Linked DNA regions of Mus musculus: region 1 is linked to region 2. A link is a contact called in public Hi-C data. All regions are on one chromosome and are shown on one strand. The core of a region is the stretch at or near the end of the contact, and the rest is flanking DNA. Distances in the headings are between cores, read along the strand shown. Region 1 overlaps Anxa3 (annexin A3). Region 2 overlaps Fras1 (Fraser extracellular matrix complex subunit 1).

The links. A called contact is a pair of places that touch in the nucleus more often than the background predicts.
Region 1: a Hi-C map of the G1E-ER4 cell line shows a contact between it and region 2, with 1.7 times the contacts expected there. The contact joins two enhancer-like sites. A contact is called at or near these places in 2 of 484 Hi-C or Micro-C datasets (both in the G1E-ER4 cell line) and 1 of 9 other capture datasets (adipose tissue).

Annotation. Positions count from the first base shown.
Region 1 is chr5:96,845,442-96,852,019 of GRCm38.p6, reverse strand. It overlaps Anxa3 (annexin A3), which reads right to left. Exons shown (of 13, transcript NM_013470.2): 13 at 6,052-6,519. The coding sequence ends at 6,460. Among named protein-coding and RNA genes, the nearest start is that of Gm33100, 31 kb to the left of the region's middle. Within about 2 kb of position 2,724, at least 11 of the 459 cell types and tissues checked have an H3K27ac peak or open chromatin away from gene starts, as enhancers often do. A contact at or near this core is called in the G1E-ER4 cell line, where this site is marked.
Region 2 is chr5:96,713,902-96,720,852 of GRCm38.p6, reverse strand. Fras1 (Fraser extracellular matrix complex subunit 1) reads right to left here. Exons shown (of 74, transcript NM_175473.3): 46 at 6,756-6,875; 47 at 6,321-6,500. Among named protein-coding and RNA genes, the nearest start is that of Gm52781, 10 kb to the right of the region's middle. Within about 2 kb of position 3,337, at least 5 of the 459 cell types and tissues checked have an H3K27ac peak or open chromatin away from gene starts, as enhancers often do. A contact at or near this core is called in the G1E-ER4 cell line, where this site is marked.

The DNA.
Region 1 (6,578 bases), core at 1,475-3,974, 130 kb before region 2:
CCTCCCTCCCTCCCTCCTCTGGCTGGTGGGAGTTCCACCATATTCTATCTTCTGCCCAGCCACTGGGTAATCGCTTTTATTGACACGAATAAATGATAAACATTGTTTATACAAACTTGACATAGGAGATTCTTGACTTAAGTATTACAATGCCATGCCCAGATTGAAACAAGGGGACAGAGAAATCAGTATTTGAATAATACAAGGATAACTTTTACCCAGTGCACAGAAACATCGTGCCTACATCATTCATATCAGGAAGCTGAGCCAGAGTTGTTAATTTGGGGAACTGAAAATGTGAAATGTTGACAATCTTTGGGATGTACAGGGATAGAGAAGAAAACAATCTCTAATACCAATGGCCAATAGTAGAGTATTGGCCAGGATTGCAGAGACAAGGGAAAGACCCCTCCATGGGGATCCCCAAGTCTGCATAGTCATGTTGATGGCCCAAAGGTCTTGTAATAGCTCCCATCTCATAGAACTCTTTTTAATTGCAAAGATGGGGAAATTCCATCAGCCAAGGAAAGGATGGATATTGTAGTTGTTCTTTAATGAGCTGAGTAAGAACTTCTAATTTCTCCCTGGTAAAGGCCATTGTTCATCCCAGACAAGCTCATCTGAGACCCAGTTGAGGCAGGGAGTCTCAAATCTGACAGTGGCTCTTAGAATTCCCTGGAAGGATGTTTGTCATATTCCTCTATCTGGATGCATTCACTTTCCATGTTACTGATAAGGACCATATCTAAAGCTTCTCTCCCTAACACATTGGTGGCCATGTCTGAGATAAGAGGTCTGATAAGGCCAACACCACCATCTGGATCCTCCCCTTTGAAGGCCTCTTTTGTGGTGTATGCCTGGGAGGAGCCTCTTGTGCCCATTAGTTGTGCCCAGGGATCCATTCCCAATGCTGAGGGACATCAGATTGCTTCAAAATAATTCTATCTGCTCCGGTGTCAATTAGGCATTTAAATGGTTTTCTGCAATATTTATATTGAGTTTGGGGTGTGAGCCTTCCAAAATGTTAGTGACCCACAAGATTTTGTAGGTTTTTCCTTTTATTTTTGGGGTCGAAGATTTCCCCTTTTGGCATTTAAAGGATTGAGGGGCTAAACATCTTTATCATATGTAGAATGGCAATTCTTTCTCCAATGGAATCCTTTGTAAAAAAAAAAAAAAGATTTACTTATTTTATTTATATGAGTACACTGTAGCCATCTTCAGACACACACCAGAAGAGGGCATTGGATCCCATTACAGATGGTTGTGAGTTACCATGTGGTTGCTGGGAATTGAACTCAGAACCTCTGGAAGAGCAGTCAGTGCTCTTAACCACTGAGCCATCTCTCCAGTCCCCAGTGGAATTCTTTACAGCATCAGGGACACTTGGTTTTAGGAGGGGTGGTTTCCAAGCCCTTAGATGAGCCAGAGTTAGAATATTTGTCCTTCCAGAGTCTCGCCTTTCCAAATTTAAAACTTTTTTCCTTTTGTTTTAAAGGTCACCTCAGAGGCCTGGGTGAAGGGAGTAACTTTATGAGAAACCATCCTAATGTCTTGAGTGGTAACTATCCATTTATCATAACGTTCATTTTTCAACCCCTAACAAGCTAGCCAGTGTTGCAAGGCCATGCCTTTAACGATGGTTTCTCTAGCCACAGGGATCAGGAATTTTGTGTCCTAGGCTCATTTTTTGTTCGAAGAGCAAAGTCAGAGAAGGGTTCTTTGGGGTTTTGCTGGAGGAAGAGAAGCAAGAAATCTCCATTTCGGGATTCAGAAGTTGGGGGAGGGGAGGTTATGTGATCCCAGGCCTGAAGGACACAAAGGAGTACTTGATCAAAATTCCCTAGAGGTTGGGCAAACCTGCTGTGCTCCTGTGAAGATGTTACAGAAGGGCTTCCTTCTGGTGAGAAGCAGACTTTCCCATGACAGAAAAGAATGGAAGTGCTCAGTCAAATGGGGACGCTCTCCAAACTGCAAGAGTTCCAGGGAATTCCACTGAAACTGGGGTGTTAGCCTACCCACACATTTAAGAAAACTGCCGAGTATCCTAAAGACTTTTACCTGGTTGTTGCATTACCAGGTGCTTTCAGAGCTTTAGAGGGGTGATTTTTGCTGTCGCCGAAGGGTTGTCAGGGTCCGACCAGAGGACTAAGAGCCTTCAGTCAATTCAGGGGTGAGTGGGGGTAGACCCATTCAAACAATGATAGTTTTCACTTCAAAATTGGTGCTTGAAGGTGGGTCAAATCAAAGCAGAGGAGCAAGGAAGCAGATCCTCAAGGTAGGATGGCGAAGCAAGATGCGGAAGCCGCTGAGGGGAGGGGGACAGGGAGGGTACTCACTCTCTTCCACACATCCTGGAGTGTTCCTGTTCAGGCACCAGATGTAGGTCTCTTGCCCCCATCAGCTTTTGTGCACTGGCAGTCTCAGGATTTGGAGGCGTTCAGGAACAGGGTCTCAGGCAGCAATGAGTATGGTGGATATAAACCACCCGGGAGACTATTTCAGAGGACAGCTTGTTTATTGAAATAGAGGGGTCAGGTTATATAGCTTTAGGGGGAAGGACAAGGGAGGAAGTGTTGCAGAGGGGTGGAACCTTCCAATCTTATCAGCAAGATTAGCAGACTGCCCTTCACATAATTTCTCAGAAGCCAGTTCTCTAGTGGGAAAACAGAAGTTTAACTGGCATTATTATGAAGTGGCCTTTGTCTCTATGGAGTTAAGTAGGCCCAAGCCTGATTTGGGTAGGGAGCAGTCCTATTCCTGCTGTGCTCTCTCGGAGCTGTCTGGGGGTATAGGCAGTGTTCTACCACCCCTCATTTGGCTTGGGAACCCAGATTGATGGGCCGCCTAATATGGGTGCTAGGACTTTAATTCAGGTTCACTGGATGAGCAAGCATCCTTAACTGGTAAACCATCTCTCCATCCCCATGAACACACTTTTAAATATTTCATTTCATTATAAAACAATCTTGTTGTTATGCCCAGTTCTTGGGAACCCCCGGAGAACGCCAGGAATTGCAAGTCCAATGTAAAAACAAAGAGAGTCTTTATTTTATAAGTCAGACCCAGATAGAAAGACTTTCCCACTGTGCAGGTTAGGGATACAATGGCCGAACCAGGGGCTTGGTGTGTGTGTGTGTGTGTGTGTGTGTGTGTGTGTGTGTGTGTGTGTGTGTACATATATATGCCGGGAATCCCCAAACTTTGGGGTTCCATGACTGAGGAGGTGACAAGGGAAAAACCATCCTTCAAACCTGGTAACATTTGTTCAGACAGCAGGGCAGAACTGTGTAGCTGGAAGGGGACCTTCCTGACCTGGGAAGTAACTTTGTGGTGCTATCGGGAGCTAGTGTATTTTTACAAAGTGGTCACAGCTGTCTGGGAACACTTAATTGCCCTTGTGTCTTGGTCCAAGCGCAGGCCTCTTATCATTTCAAGGATGTTTAGTCCTTGTTTTCTTCAAGGACAGGAGCGATCTGCACTGGAAAAATGTTGGTTATCTATCAAGGAGAGTGTTAGCCTTGGTGACAGGGAGGCTAAGGTATGCTGTTTTCTGTCTGTCCCCAAAACTGGCATCTGCTGCTCCCCCCCCAGTGGGGGGGGGGGGCAGGGGGATGTTAGGGGGAAGGGAGTGCCACCATGAAAAGGGGAATTGCAATATTCTGGTGCCCTCTCTGTTTGTCCTCCTCAAAGGCCTGAGGCATCTATGCTTGAAAAGGTGGGAAGGGGAGCTCTAACTGCACTAGCAGTTAGGTAAAGTGCAGAGGCAGGTGTCCTTGTGTCTCTTTATTGTGGGTGTCAGGCCCAAGCATTCCTCAGGAGCCTGTCAGAAAGGGCCACTTCCCTTGGTTTATACCTCTGGTTACATATCAAAAGCCCACATTTGCCTTGAGGCTCCTTTGGTCCCTATTCACTTGTACCTGTTATGCATTTCAAAGCCCACACCAGCATCTTGGCCCTTCAAACCTCCTCCTCTGCTCTGAACATCCAGGCTGTTTCAGTTCACAGATTCCTTCCCCTAGGCTACTTGTGCTCTTTGTAACCCACACTATTTTTCATGCCCACTTCTCTAGCTCTGGCCATGGTCAGTCCTTCCTCTTATTCTCTCTGCTCTGGACTCGTACAGGTGCTTCTGACTGTTATCTCTCTTTTAGTGTTAATAAAAACCTCCCCATTCGTGGAGTGATCATCTCAGTGATTTCTTGATTGTGTGCTGAAATCTGGGGTGGGGGTGGGGGCATGTAAGCAAAGGCACAGAGAGCTGACAAACTGACTGATCCATGGGTGGAAAGTTTTTATAGATTTTTTTTTATACTTTTGTAGATATGAGAGAGAGAATATCCAGAGCCTTTGTGAACTTCCAAAATAGCCATGGTCTCTGGGGCAATAGTCTCTGGGGCAGAGAGGAGAAGGGCAGACTGTCAAAGGCCAGGACTACTGCTCTTGGGAGCTGAGAGAGGAGAGGGAGCAGAGAGAGGAGAGGGAGCAGGAGCAGGAGCAGGAGCAGGAGCAGGAGGAGGAGGAGCAGGAGCAGGAGCAGGAGGAGGAGCAGGAGCAGGAGCAGGGGCAGGGGCAGGGGCAGGGGCAGGGGCAGGGGCAGGGGCAGGGGCAGGGGCAGGAGGAAGAGGAGGAGCAGGAGCAGGGGCAGGGGCAGGAGGAAGAGGAGGAGCAGGAGCAGGGGCAGGGGCAGGGGCAGGAGGAGGAGGAGCAGCAGGAGCAGGAGCAGGAGCAGGAGCAGGAGGAGGAGGAGGAGCAGGAGCAGGAGGAGGAGCAGGACCAGGAGGAGGAGGAGGAGCAGGAGGAGGAGCAGGAGGAGGAGGAGGAGGAGGACCAGGAGCAGGAGGAGGAGGAGGAGCAGGAGCACGAGGAGGAGAAGAAGGAGGAGGAGGAGCAGGAATAGGAGGAGGAGCAGGAGGAGGAGGAGCAGGAGCAGGAGGAGGAGCAGGAGGAGGAGGAGGAGCAGGAGCAGGAGGAGGAGCAGGAGGAGGAGGAGCAGGAGCAGGAGGAGGAGCAGGAGCAGGAGCAGGAGCAGGAGGAGGAGCAGGAGCAGGAGGAGGAGGAGGAGCAGGAGCAGGAGGAGGAGCAGGAGGAGGAGGAGCAGGAGCAGGAGCAGGAGCAGGAGGAGGAGCAGGAGGAGGAGGAGCAGGAGCAGGAGTAGGAGTAGGAGCAGGAGCAGGAGGAGGAGTAGGAGCAGGAGGAGGAGCAGGAGCAGGAGCAGGAGGAGGAGCAGGAGCAGGAGCAGGAGGAGGAGCAGGAGCAGGAGGAGGAGCAGGAGGAGGAGGAGCAGGAGCAGGAGCAGGAGGAGGAGCAGGAGCAGGAGGAGGAGTAGGAGCAGGAGGAGGAGCAGGAGCAGGAGCAGGAGGAGGAGCAGGAGCAGGAGCAGGAGGAGGAGCAGGAGGAGGAGCAGGAGCAGGAGCAGGAGGAGGAGGAGGAGCAGGAGCAGGAGCAGGAGCAGGAGCAGGAGCAGGAGCAGGAGCAGGAGCAGGAGCAGGAGCAGGAGCAGGAGCAGGAGCAGGAGCAGGAAAACCTTTTATGGGTTAGGCAGAAAAACAGTAGTTGCAGGTGGGGAAGGGAACCCTCTGAACTGGAGCAGCCTGGAACGAACTGGGGAAGTCTGGAGGTTAGCATGCACCATGGGTACATATTAACAATCAGCCTAATGCCTCATCCGCCAGAGGAAGGAGAGATACAGAAGTGGCTCTTCCTGGCAGACAGAAATCCTGTGGAATAGTGGAAGTATCTGCCAGCAGTCCTTTTGTTGTTGTTTTTTCCCTGCCAGATTCTAGCACCTGCTGAACATCAATAAGGACAGCACTACCTCATTTCCCTAACATAAATTCACCAGGCACCATTCTCCTTCTCGGAGCCCAAGCCTCAACTGCAATAAACTGTTAATGGACTTGTTTATATCTCCTGCACCTACACAAGGATGGCTCAAACTATTGATCCTCCGGTCTCCACCTCCTAAATGTTGGGCTTGTAGGTGAGCAGCACCATGACATTTTATGACTAGCTTTTTAGACCACACTAATCAAGTAACAGAAGCACCCAGAGCATTTACAACAAATGTATTTTGAAATATTTGTTGGCACCAGGCAACATACAGTATTAGTAGATACTGAAAACAAATACACAAATTACAATTAGGAAAGGCAGCCATCTTTAGTATCCTGATTTATGTTTAATGGTTTTGAACTACACAGATTCCAACTTCCTAAGCCAAACAGAAAATCATTAGTAGGTCTTTAATTCTAGATTGAATTTCCCTTATCATGAATGAGATGGTCTGAAATAAAATCAAGTTCATTTTTGCCATTGCACTGAACGATGCCAATGCCTATCAGGCAGACAGGTTCTGTCTTGCATTTGCTTGCACTTTAGAGTGCTGCATGAAAGCAGTGTGCAGAGATTTTGAGGCGGTCCACCATCAGGGCAGGCAGCCATTGGGAGCCATCTTCTTCAATCATCTTCTCCACAGATCTTCAAGAGCACGGTTCTGTAGTCTCCAGAAGTATCTGACTGCAAAGGACAGGACCGACAGGGAAGATTAAACACAGCATAAATAAGGAGGGGATTAC
Region 2 (6,951 bases), core at 2,088-4,587:
GTCCCTGTCTCACCAACAGCCTCTCTGCCTTTCATGCATGCTCTTTACATTTTACCACCCACCATGCTGTGATTCTGTCAGTAAAGTCCTTGCCAAACTGAGGAGATAGAGTCACATAGTCTTGGATTTCTATTCTTCTAAACTGCAAGCTAATATACTACTAGCTTCAGTTACTTGTTAAAGTCTAACAGAAAGTGGATTAATATACGGTATTAAAAACAACCTTTGTGTGTGCGTGAGCTGTATGTGGGGCACAGAGATCAATGTGGTATATCTTCCTCAGTTGTTTTCAATTTTCAAAGAAAAATTATCTATTGCTATTTTATGCCTATGGATGTTTTGCCTGTATGCGACTGTGCACTACATGTGTACAGTTTCTCTGGAGGCCAAAAGAGGGCATCGGGTCCTTTGGACCTGGAATTAGGAATAGTTGTCAGCTGCCATGTGGGTACTGGGAACCAAACCCAGGTACTCTGGAACAACAGTGTGTCCTTTTAACTGCTGAGACATTTCTCCAGGCTCTTTTCATTTTTCAGAACAACGTTTCCCCCATGAACCTGAGGCTCACTGATTGGCCCTACTGTCTACGCGTCAAGTCGCAGGGATTTGCGTGTGTGCTTTCTGGGTGCTAAGGTTACAGATATGCACTACCATGCCCGGCTTTTCTGTAGGATCTGAGGATGTGAACTCAGGCCCTCGTGCTCAGTGCCTAGTGCCTCACTGAATCCTCTCCCCAGCTCACAAGTGGCTTTTAAAGGTAACTCATATTTGAGCTCCATCCCTCAGGGCCTTTAATCCTTGAGTCCAGGTAGGGGGTGGGTATCATTATTTTTAAACACATCCTCAGGACATTCAATCAGGGTAGAGAACCACTGATGTAACAGAAAAGTAGAGAGAAAACCACAAAGCCTACATCAAAATCTTTAATGTCTGCTTTCTGCTCTACATAAACCACAGAAGATAGGGGAAGTCATACAACATAGAGCTTTATTATATCTTCGTTTATGCTTTGACATTTCTAACACTGGAATGGTAAAGCCATGTCAGGGGAAGCCAAGGAAATGGTGGGTGGTGGGGTCACCTACTTGATTTTGTTTGTCTTGTATAGTGGTGGCCATGTCTGAACTCAGATGAAATATGTGATGTTTTTAATAAGAGAAATTGAGCAGGCATATTAATAAGAAAACTATTTGTAAGTGATAAATAAATTAAAAATAATCCCAATTGTGGTTAGTACCCTGCTCAGAGCACTGCCAACGGTCAGTTAGGCATGGACTGATGGGACACCTCAGTGCAGTTTTACTAGGCAAGAGACAGCTGCATAGAACAGCCTCTGTGCGACTATAAACTAATGAGGCATGAGGAACCCAAGTGGTCCAATCATACACGCACATACAACTGGGTTTAATTGACCCAGCTGTTGTCTTAGTGTAGGAGTCATCCTGACCTGAGACAGAACAGCGGAGCCTGCCCTGAGATCTTCTCTCTGTCATCTCCCCCATCACACTCATGGCCAGTGTGAGCTGTGTAAGCTACTGGGCTCTCATGATGTGGTCCATCTGCTCTGAAATCAGGTCGGGGTGATACTCTCTAGGCAAATTGCTACTTCAATGAACATGCTCAGAAATAAATGTAAAAGGCCAAGAGCTGAGCATGGTAATGACTTGAGGTGAGGAAATAGAAGAGATGTGTGTTTGAAAGTAGTTCATGGTTTTTGGAGGGAAGGGAGCTTTGATTGAGGCTCCATTGAGAAGCGAGGCTTTGGCAGCATGCACAGGGCAAAACCTAGCAAGTTATGACATGACTGTAGGAAATTAACTATTAGGACAGGAATTTTCCCATGGGCTCACAATAGCCAGAGGATTTCAATAAATGGATCTACCCTGCACCAAATAACACGTCAGCCTAAAAGGCCCATAGTGTTCTTGGTCATGAACAGTAGGCTTCACACAATCAGTAAATATACAAGGGCTGAGCCATTCAGCTGCTCGATTTAAGCTTTGAGAGCAAGGGGGTCTTTGAGGTAGGAAACCACACACGTTTCTAGAAGTCTTGGGGAATGAGTGTACGTACTCATGTGTGACTCAGAGGCTAAGTAGAACTAGGTTCTGTGAACAACAAGCCTCCTCAGTCAATGCTTCAGGCAGAATCAAGAAGCTTTGATGGTCACAGATGGTTAGACCTGTCCTTGGCTCCTCTGGAAGGTACCTCTGTGGACCAGAAGGCAAACTCCACCCCCGCAGAGCAAGATGTCATCATCTGGAAAGCTCATCTGATTCTCAGGTTGGGTATCTAGTGGCTCTGGCATGCAGCAAACGGCCATGCAATGCATATTGACATAAATGCTGTGACCCATCAGCAGATGGCCTTTTACTGGGCTCTTGAATGTCTTTAAGAATTCTCATAGTCTAAGGATAGTTTCTCATAGTTTAAGAATCCCTCATAGATTGAGGGATCTTTTTTTCTGGGTCTAGCCAAAAAAGCAATACCTTGCTTTAGTTCTGTTGTATTGCCATGTTGTGTTGGCAAGAGTAATCCAGCAGGATTCCCTAAAATATGCTAGAAACAGCAGTTATCCCTCAGTTCCTGACATCTTTGAAGGGGATTGAAATCATTAAGGGGTCAAGAGCTGCGTAGTCTGCCGTCTGATGGAGCTGTAACACTATCAACGTGTTCTAGGGAGAATAAAATTAAAATAAAGACAAGGATTTAGATTTGGGGCTGGATGTCATAGTCCCTCATTAATAGCAACAGAGGAGTTTTATACATAGTAATTATTTGGTTCAGGACAGATCCATTTCATTGTAAGACATATAACATGGCCTTCCGTCTCTGTCCTCTAAAGGCTTGTTTAGCTCCTCCTCATTCTCCCAGTATTTGAGTCCCGGTGACTACTGACTCCTCCTGACTATGGGTAAGCAGCTGGATGCCCAGGAAGAGGCTCCATTTGTCTCCATCTCTCAGCTGTGTGTGTCTGTCATCCCACAAAAGTGATGTTTGTCCACCCTGCAGTGCTTTTGAAACACACAGGTCTGTGGGATTTTGACCGCTGGCTCCCTTCCCTCTGCAGCAGGCTAGTTACAGTAGTCACCATGAACCAGAGACATCTCCTGCCCCAAACCTCTGGATTATTCGGTGACAGAAAATACATTTTTTGCTTAAGTCATCGAATTCTGGAATGTCTTTGTCCAAGTAGCTTAGCTTCTTTCCTAGTTGGTATCACTCTTGATTCTAATTTCCGAAGAAAAAAACAAAGTTATTAAGCATAGGGTAGGCAGGAAAGCCCATGGGGAGAGGATGGTCTTCTAACCCAAGCTCCCTGGGAACTGGACTCCCAGCCTTACCTCTTAGCAGTGGGAGGAGGCTCATGCCTACCTTCTGCACAGTTCACAAAGACATATGATGCCCTATAGCTCCCAGGGCAAAAGCAAGAGACTTCATGTAACTCTTTTGACTGTGTTAGGAGCACAGTCAGTTCTCCTCTGCTGACATCAAGATCTCATGGCAATCTGGTGATAAAGCCACTTCATGCAAACCAGCAAGAGGGGCTTGCACACTCTGGGAACCAGTGCTCACCTAAATGTACTTGTAATTTGCTCTCTGGAGAGCTGGCCCTGTCCTAACTCCAGATCCTGGTAGACTCAGGCTCACCTAGTGAGACAGATACTCTGGTTTAAGCAGTAGCTAGCTGTGCTGAGAGGGGATGAGGTAATCTACTTCTTCTACGGGAAGCTTAGGCTTCCAAAAAGAATCAAATGCACGATTCTCTAACTGGAGGACAGGGAGAGACCAGGGAATGAGGATCCTGGCTAAATGTGAAAACAGGAGGCTCTCGGTATACAGTGAGGGAGGGTTGCACATCCCTGCCCTTTTGATAGTGAAGAGGACTGGGGCTTGATATTCCCAGCCAGTACTCAGAGTTACTGGAAAGGGTAGATTAAGGTATGTTGGTGAGGCAAGAGAAGACATGGTCAGGAAGTTAAGTCTGCCTGGAACAAGCAGATAAAGCCAACTCCCCAAGTCAAATGGGAATCGGTCTGCCTCTGGAGGGTACCACCCCAGGAGGAGGCAAGAGCACAGCTATCTCCTGAAGCAAATATAGCCTGGCCTTTGCAGTCTGTGCAAGATTCAAAGTCAGAACTGTGAAAGAGAAAAGAGAATCTGTCCTGAGCCCTACCCCATAGGACTTGGAACCAGCCTGGGGTCAGAGGAGAGCAAGGGCTGGGACTGACCAGCAGGCAGGATGCCTGGCAGAGCACTGCAAGAAGCTTAGGGCTTTTAAAATCTGTTCACTTGCAGTCACCTAACACCACAGCCAAGAGCCTGCCTGCCCTTTCATCTTTGCAGCGATACAATCGGCAACCTGACAGAATTCTGGCAGAAGCAATTAGCTTATGAATTAGTTATTAAATATCTCATGCAGCCGAGGTATAGAGGTTGCTAATCTGCATACTTCCTGCAGGAATTTCAGGACAATAGGGAAGGGCGCCTGCTTTAATTTGCATGAGGAATCTTAGCCGGTTTGCTCATCTCTGTCTGGCTCTCCTACCATATATATCACATACCCTTTCCACCGGCACCTGGGACGAAGCAGCGGCTCCTCTCTCAGCCTGTCCCCTCTACCTTTTACACTGCCTCTTTGCTGAATCTTGAGTGATTTGCCTGGCTGAGCCGGGATATTGACAGTTGCATACTCCCCTGCCAAACCCATTTCCTTATTCATCAGACTCCTTCTCTGCCTTCAACTTTCCTCAAACGCCATCCTATTACTAGGGAGGCCTTTCCCGTTCCTTCCTGTGCCCTCTAAATACTCATTTTATCCCCAACAGCCCTAACGATCATCTGGTCATCTCTCTGTGACACAGATTCACTTGTTCGTCTGCTCACTGCGGGACTCTGAACAAGAAGGTGAGTTTGGAGGAGCCATTACGTCTCCTGATTCAATATGCTCTGAGTGGAATGAAGAATCTGTGATAGACGATCCAAAGCAATCTTAGAAGATATCTAAACCTTTCAGGTTGTCATTGCCTCTAAGAAGTGATGGCAAGTCCAGCTTTGGATTTACTCAGTGTCTCTCTGGCGCTCCTCACATCATACAGCTGCCAAATTCTACAGATTCTCCCCAGAAATGGCTCCCCTTGGCTCTCTTCCCATCTCCCAGCTCACAGAGTAAGACTTAAGGGGACCCAGTTGTCTCTCATATCCTTGCTTTGTTATTGTCTCAGCTGCCCTCCAGGTGCTGAGCTTTCTGCCAGTCCAGTGTGGATCCTCACCTCATTTCCCTCCCCCATTCCATTCCCTTAGATACTTCACCTCCTTCCCTGCTCAAAAGTCTACAGTGATTCTCTGTTATTTTTAGATTAAAGTGAGATTATTTATCTCAGCTTGGAGGACTCCCTATGTTGTCATAACTACCCACGAGTCTTAGCTTTTGCTCTTTTTAGAACACGTGACCCTGGTCCACTCAGCACCTGTTTATTCATGGTTTTTTTCATTTCAGAAAAGAACGCAGATTTAACTTCCCAGAACTCTGACTTCCAAAGGCATTCCTGAGCCCACCTCAACAGTGTCTTTTTACTCAGTGTAGACTTCCCTGTTTTTTAACTCTTTAACTCCAAGTCTACGCCAGTCTTCCTCGAGTTACCCGTATCTAGGGAGGCGCCTCATCCTGCTCAGTAGAGAAATCCAGGATGCAAGGGCGCATCTGTGCATCTTTGCTTCCTGAGGAGCGGCGGAGCTTCTCTAGAACACATTCTCATTCTGTTGAATTCAGGCTTTCTCCTCCGGTGCTGGGGGCTGAATTCCAGACTTCATGGATGCTAGGCACATACCGTTCCACTTACCTACACTCCCAGCTGAAGGGAATAGTTACCATAGGACATTACACTGTGCTCTGCAGTCACGGTAATGCCAAAGACCAGAGGGGTACAGGTTGCTCCAGAAGTGTTGACTTTCTGGTTATGGAGATAAAAGCGCTTATATGATATTATAATTTTGTGCGTGTGTGGATCTGGCGATCAGACCCAGGGTTTTACTCATATTAAGGTTTTACCCACTTCCTAGGAGTTATCTCCCTACTTCAAACTGCCATTTTTCTAATTTAGTTTTACCAGCTACAATAAAATACTTAATACATATAATAAACATAATATAATGGCATATAATTAGTGAGGCAAAAAATAAGTATCGGTTAAAACAGACTATATATATATATATATATATATATATATATATATATATATGCCAGGATGTAACAGTCCCCAGCACTTGCTTAGGGGAAGTGAACCTAGGGCTAGATGGAGCAAGAGAGGACCACGTACCTGGGGAGGCCACATGTTCCAGGTGGCCCAGCTGGGGCTGAGTGGTGATCCTGTAGATGAGTTCTGTAGGTTTGCTGTCCTGGTCGGTGGCCGACAGCTGTGCAGTAGTGATTTTCTCCACCGAGTTCTCATCTAAGACCAGCCCTCTATTGGTGATGACGACTGGTGGGGATTTGTCTTCTGTAAAATATCAGAAACAGTATTTTGTCATGGGAGGTTTCCAGTTCCCTTTCTTCAGTTCCAGGTTGAGTGCCCAGGAGGTAAGATCAGAGGAGTTCTGAGAGCTGTTCCTCAGAGGCCCCAGGAAGGGGCCAGTCCTGGATTTTTATCTTTGCTGGTTATGTAAAAGAAGGACAGAAGCTCCACAGTGAACACTGTGGGAATGGAAGACCCCCACATCTGCTGTTCTCTATTAGCACACCTGATACTCCTTACCTAAAACACCGATGGAAAATGACTGGTCAGCCAACTTATTGCCTTCCCCATCAACCACATCAAATTTAAAAGCAAAGCTCCCACCAGGTTCTCCTGGTCCATGGCTGTATTCTATCTGCCCTATAAAATAGAGAAGGAAGGAAGAAAAAACCCAGATTAGTTATAAGTACCTTTAGCTACTCATTTCTGAATCGAG